Linked DNA regions of Mus musculus: region 2 is linked to region 1. The links are chromatin contacts, called in public Hi-C maps. All regions are on one chromosome and are shown on one strand. The core of a region is the stretch at or near the end of the contact, and the rest is flanking DNA. Distances in the headings are between cores, read along the strand shown.

Region 1 (2,912 bases), core at 156-2,655:
CATTCAACCAACCATCTATCCATCTATAATCCATCCATCTATCCATCCATCCATCCATCCATCCATCCATCCATCATCCATCCATCCATCCATTCATCCATCATCCATCCATCACATCTTCCATGTGTCCAGGAAACAGTACCCAGTGTTTCAGGAACACTGCTGGGAACTGACAAGTTGAGGATGAATAGCATGGTTCCTATGCCTGTGGGATAAGAATCTAGAAAGAGTAGACATGACCTAACAAGCCAGGTACTGTAGAGGAACAATAAAATACAGGGGTGCAGGGCCTCAGAGAGGGCATGATCAGACCAACTCAGGAGGAAGGCACAGGAGAGACTTCATGAGGAACTGAGTCTTGAATGCAGGAAGATCAGGCATGGGGAGGGTGTTTTAATGAGAAGAAACAGCATGGGAAAACAGTGTCTTTTTAAAAAGTACAGCATATAAAGAGGCCTTGCCTCAAGCAGGCTCCTCAGGTCATGCACTGAAACTGGCATTTGAGTGGCAGGCTGTGGCCAGTGCTTGGTGTCTAGGGAACAGGCCTGACATAGTGCTAGCTGAGTGCCTGAAGATTCTCCTGCAGGACACACACATCCTAGTAGGTATGGCCCTGCAGAGTCCACCCCTCGGTACTCTTCCAGTTAGCTTCCCAGTGTTCCGGCTTTCCTGGCAGATGTGTCTTCTGAGTGTCTGTGATGAAGGTGTGGTGTTCTAATGGCCTCTGGGTAACAGCTGTGGGTAATCCCAGCCGTCTTCAGCAGTTTTCTTGGTGTGTGATTTGCTGGTTGGAATGAGAGGGAGCGAAGTAGAGATGAAGGTGGCGTGGTGAAAAACTAACTGGAGCAATGATCTTGGCACAAGTCATGCTGGCCTGGCTTGGCCACCTACTCGCAAGCTCACTGTGTGGGGTTAGCACTTCACCTCTCAGAGCTCAGCCAGGTTTTAGGCCCTCTGTTCTGGTGCCAGGTCCTTGCTTTAAGTGGGGCTTTTGTCCTTCCCAGTTCAGGACCCAGGTGGCCCCACACCTGATCAGCGTTGGTGATATAGTTTTCGGAGTCCTTCTCTCTGACTCCCACTCCCTTTCTGTAAGCTCCGTAAGTGGTGACTTGGGTTCCAAATTGTTCTTAGAAAATTCCTGGGTCCATCTTTCATCTCCCAACATCATGAAATGAACAAACCAGAAGGGGTCAGTGGGAGCATCCTTTGTATGTGAACCTGGACCTCTCAGCGGCTGCTGCTGCCAGGATCCAGCCACACAAGGAGTAGACTACATAGCACAACAGCAACCTCTTATTCCACTCATGTGGCCTGAGGCATGAATGGCGCCTCCAGGGAGTACACTGGGGCGATCCTGAGCAGTCTGCTTCCTACCACTGCATTCCCATCTGGCTTCACAAGCTCCTTGGCTAGCCATCCATCTCCAACTCCCATCTTCCCACTCTTTCCCCTTAAAATACATTACATTTACATGGCACTGGGGACATTCTTGTAGGCGTGGGGGAGGAGGCGCTGGGGGTGGGGTCAGAGTGTTGATGGGGCTTAGATCCATTTCCATTCACAGTCTATTTTTTTTTTGAATGGGAATCTTTCTAATATTGTTTTCCCTTTTAAGAATAAAAGTAACCTAGGTTTTTGCTTACCTCAGACTAATAATCCTTCTGTCCCAGTCTTCTAAGTGTTTTTACTGCTGAGATTACAGGCATGTGCCACCGTACAACATTTAAAGTTAGAGTTGGATCCAGGTTGGTATATATCCCCAGTGTGTTTGCTCACTGGAAGCACAGCTCTGTGCAGTTGGGACAGGGTTGGCTTCAGTTCTATGTGCTCTTTGGAAATGAGAGAAGATGAAAGCAGAAGCCTGAGCCCAGGCATAGGTACCAACCTGGTGGTCTGAGTCCCTGAATGTTCACCTCCCTTGGGACATACTGCAGTGACAGGGGTTCCTGTGTGACAGGAACTACCCTAGAGCCCATGTGTGGAAGCCTGGAAGGCTCTCCTCTCTGCATCTGTAACATGCTGTGATCAAAGTCTGTGGCATTCCTGAGCCCAGATGGCTGAGTCAGAGGCCCGTTCACACTGAGCAGTTGCCACGGGATCCATCATTTATCATTTGATCCCTTCCTGGAGCTTTCCATGGGGGAAATGGTGGACTTCCCCAGGCATAAAGCATGGTTGTCTTCGATGGAATTCTGTGAGGGTGAGCTCTGAAACCTGAGGCTCATACTCTTGGCACTTAACTCCTAGACAGCCACTGATCTCTTGGCTCTTTGTCTTGTAGCTCAGCCCTGTGCCAGCTGGGGACCTGCTTCATGTCTAGGCTGGCTCCCTGGTTTTGATGTTGGTGGCACCACACTGTGTACCACAAATCCCCAAATAATTAATTCTCACAAGAGCTCATGATGGTTTATGCAAATCTATCACTCTCCATTGGTCCACCAAATGGAACATTCCTGTCCCCGTCTCTAGCAATACTTTAGTTCTGGGCACTCATTTCTCTTTGTGAGTGTGTGTGCTATGCATATGTTTCTATAAGTATGTACATTTGTGCATGCATGTGTGCAGGAAAGCTGGACATTGTAGATGTCTGGTGTCTTTCTCTACTTTTTTCCCACATTATCTTTTGAGATATGATTCATTGCCAAACTTGGAGCTCACAGATTCAGTTAGACTGGCTGGCTAGCAAGCTCTAGGGATCCTCCTGTCTCCACCTGACCACACAATCCTATCCCAAGGTTACAGATCATGCACTCGTGCTAGGCTTTTGCATAGATGCTGAGGATCTGGACTTGGGTACTCATGCTGGCGTGGTAGACACTTTACTGACAGCCATCTCCCCTGCTCTGCTAAGCAGTTTCTTACACAGATCAGGGCTACTTCACAACCTTAAAAAATCCACTTTCCTTTCCACT
Region 2 (2,912 bases), core at 284-2,783, 180 kb after region 1:
TGCAGGGAGATTAAAACCTGTCACCAACAAGGCAGCCTGCACGTGGGCACCCACGTGACCACTCCTTGTCTGAGGCCGAAACAGAGCCAGCAGTTTCTGGGGAATGCATTTTATTACAACCACTGCAATGCCTGGAGCGATCTTTTTCCTTTGAAGTTAGCAGCTTTTTAAAAGGAAGGTGAAGTTCGTAAAAAGCCATGGTTGTTATACAACTACACCATCCATTTTTTACGAGGTTTGGGCAGAAAGAGTCCCTCCCTGTATTTTCCTAAAAATTGGGGCCCCAGAGGTTGCCAATTCTGGTCGGGCTTCTTCTAACCTCTGCAAAGGACAATGAGATATCATCATGGCTGGACTGCTGAGCATCCTCAGTGACTGCCTGTTGACATAGTGATTTGTGGATGGGTTGCTGACCCTGTGCTATGGAATGAGGGACATCAAAGGGTTCATCCACCTCTGGGCTGTGAGCACCACAGCTTTGATGTGTTTTCTCTTAATTTCTCCACACTGCTACAACACCAGTGCCCCAGTCTCGATGGCTTAGGCAGCTCTTAAGTGTTCATGGCATGGGAAGTTGGGAAGTTCAAGATCACGTCTTGATCCTTGCTGCCCTTACAAGGAAGTGATGGGGACGGAAGTCCTGGGGGCCTCTTTTCATCAGAGCACTAATCCCAGTCAAGAGAGTTCCAACCTCACAACTTAATTGCCTCACTAAGACCCCTATCTTCTAATCTAATATATTATGTAGGTGGGCATGTCAGACAAATAGCACTGGGCTGTGAGCACCCCAGGGTTGCTGGAAATGTGACCATATACGAATTTATAAATGTACTTAAAACATTATGAGGGTGGGTCTTTTGTTTTTGCTTTTGCAATTAGAAAAAAAATTAATTGTTTGATGCATTGCTCTCTAGCACAAACTTCATAAATAGCAATCTTGGAAGGGAGGGAGATAGGGTGCAAGCATTTAGACCATAGCTCCCAAGGGTTCCCGTGGGCTCTGGCTGAGGCCAGAGATAAAGCTGTCATTACTTCCCTTCTACCTTCTCCTGGTTCGTTCTGGTTCCCTCTTGTCAGGACACAAAGCGCAGACCCTTTCTTCTCGCTTTTACTCACCTGCCTCTGTCATGTGAAAGTGAGGGTCAACATGAAACACTGGAATCCAAGAGCTAAGATACACATGTCCACAGAGACAGGGGACACCATCACCCCACGTGATGTCACTCACCGTTAGAATTACACACCTAGGCAAAGCCTCCCGGGACCGGTACCCTCCCCTTTCTCTTTGCCAGGGTCTGCGTTCATCTAGGTGCAGGTGAGCTGCATGGAGACACTACTGCCTGCATCCATGCTGGCTGGCTGGAGAGGGAGTTCCCTTTATTGGCAGTGTTGGAAGGCTGGCCAGAGAGCCGAGGAGAGCCGAGCGGGGATGACTCATGCGTGGGGTGGGAAGTGGTTCTTTCCAGCCCTGAGAACTCCTGCTCTATTTCTACCACAAATCATTTTTAGAATGAGTCAAGACAGAAGTAAATTCTGTGAGTGTAGGAGGTAGGGGAGGAGGGGTTTAGGGGCCAGGGAAACCCGTGGGTGACCTGAGCTCAGCTCTCACCCAGCATTCTTCTCCAGTGTTTACTCTGCTGCTCCCTGGACCAAGCCCCAGCATGGGTCTACAGAGGACAAGGAAGCCCCTAGCTGACCTTGGTGAACAACCTTTTTTCTTTTTTTCTTTTTTCTTGTTGCTGAGGAGTCCTGGACTCTTCCTTGGAGCTAGCTAGCTACATGAGAAATTTGTCTCGGATTTTATCAGCTTCAGAGTCATGCATTTATTTGATGTACAAATGATGAAATTGGGGGCTTTCTGAGTTGGCAGTTTGTAGAACTTTGGAGGTAATATCAGGGTTTATTAAGATTTAGGGGTTATACTGGGTGAATGTATTGGGTGAGCATATAGGACAAAAGGAGGCTTTTGAGAAGTCAGAAGGAGGATTTAAAAGTGACCATCTGGAACCTTAAAGTGTACCTTGTTTGGAAATAGGGTCCTTGTACGTGTGGTGAGTTAAGAGTCCTGAGATAAGCTCACTCTCACTTGCCTGCCATGACTTCTCTTTACATAAAGTCAAAGAGATCTGAACTCCAAGACACACAACAAGAAGCTAAGACCGTCGCCAGGCGTGGTGGCGCACGCCTTTAATCCCAGCACTCGGGAGGCAGAGGCAGGCGGATTTCTGAGTTCGAGGCCAGCCTGGTCTACAAAGTGAGCTCCAGGATAGCCAGAGCTACACAGAGAAACCATGTCTCGAAAAACAAAACAAACAAACAAACAAACAAAAAAACAAAACAAAAAAGAAGCTAAGACCATGGAGGCAAGACTGGGAGAGGCCGTAGGAATCCTCCGTGGAACCTTCTAGGACATGGCCCCACCCAAAGCTGTATTTTAGGTTGCCATCATCCCATTTTGAGAAGACATGTTTCTGTTATTCAGATCACATATTCTGTGCCGTTCTGGTGAGGCAGCCCTGGGACCCAGGCACATCTTAGTGTACGGACATGGAGAGTTCAGTTATGTCAAACACAGTGCTACTAAATGGCCTGACACCTGCGCCAGCAGAAGTGGCCGTTAGAGACAGGGAAGTTCTTGTTGGTTTTCAGCATGCGCTCCTGCCAGGGGAGTTAGCTGGGCTTGACGGATGCCCTGTAAGGTTGGGCTCAAAGTAGCAACTCTAGCAAGAGTCAGAACTACATGTAGCAGGGTTTGAGTGACACAGGCATTGATTTCTGGAATGAAGCAGACCTGATGTTGCCACTTAAATGTTTGACCTTGGACATGTTCGTTGATGGCCCCAGGCTTCAGCTGGCTTATGTGGTCAATAAGTACAATAGATGCTGGTGGGTATTACCAGCAGAGTTAAGGA

Evidence for each region. A called contact is a pair of places that touch in the nucleus more often than the background predicts.
Region 2: a contact with region 1 is called in a Hi-C map of cerebral cortex, with 2.1 times the contacts expected there. The contact joins two enhancer-like sites. A contact is called at or near these places in 7 of 484 Hi-C or Micro-C datasets (cerebral cortex, cortical neurons, myocytes and 2 more) and 2 of 115 datasets of contacts at active chromatin or transcription factors (VIP interneurons and astrocytes).

What each region holds. Positions count from the first base shown.
Region 1 is chr11:80,911,541-80,914,452 of GRCm38.p6, forward strand. The region is part of intron 3 of Asic2 (acid-sensing (proton-gated) ion channel 2); the gene reads right to left. It overlaps Gm51909 (a long non-coding RNA gene), which reads left to right. Exons shown (of 3, transcript XR_003949743.1): 1 at 1-2,912. Among named protein-coding and RNA genes, the nearest start is that of Gm51909, 15 kb to the left of the region's middle. Within about 2 kb of position 1,406, at least 9 of the 459 cell types and tissues checked have an H3K27ac peak or open chromatin away from gene starts, as enhancers often do. A contact at or near this core is called in cerebral cortex, where this site is marked.
Region 2 is chr11:81,094,713-81,097,624 of GRCm38.p6, forward strand. The region is part of intron 1 of Asic2 (acid-sensing (proton-gated) ion channel 2); the gene reads right to left. Among named protein-coding and RNA genes, the nearest start is that of Gm51910, 39 kb to the right of the region's middle. Within about 2 kb of position 1,534, at least 27 of the 459 cell types and tissues checked have an H3K27ac peak or open chromatin away from gene starts, as enhancers often do. A contact at or near this core is called in cerebral cortex, where this site is marked.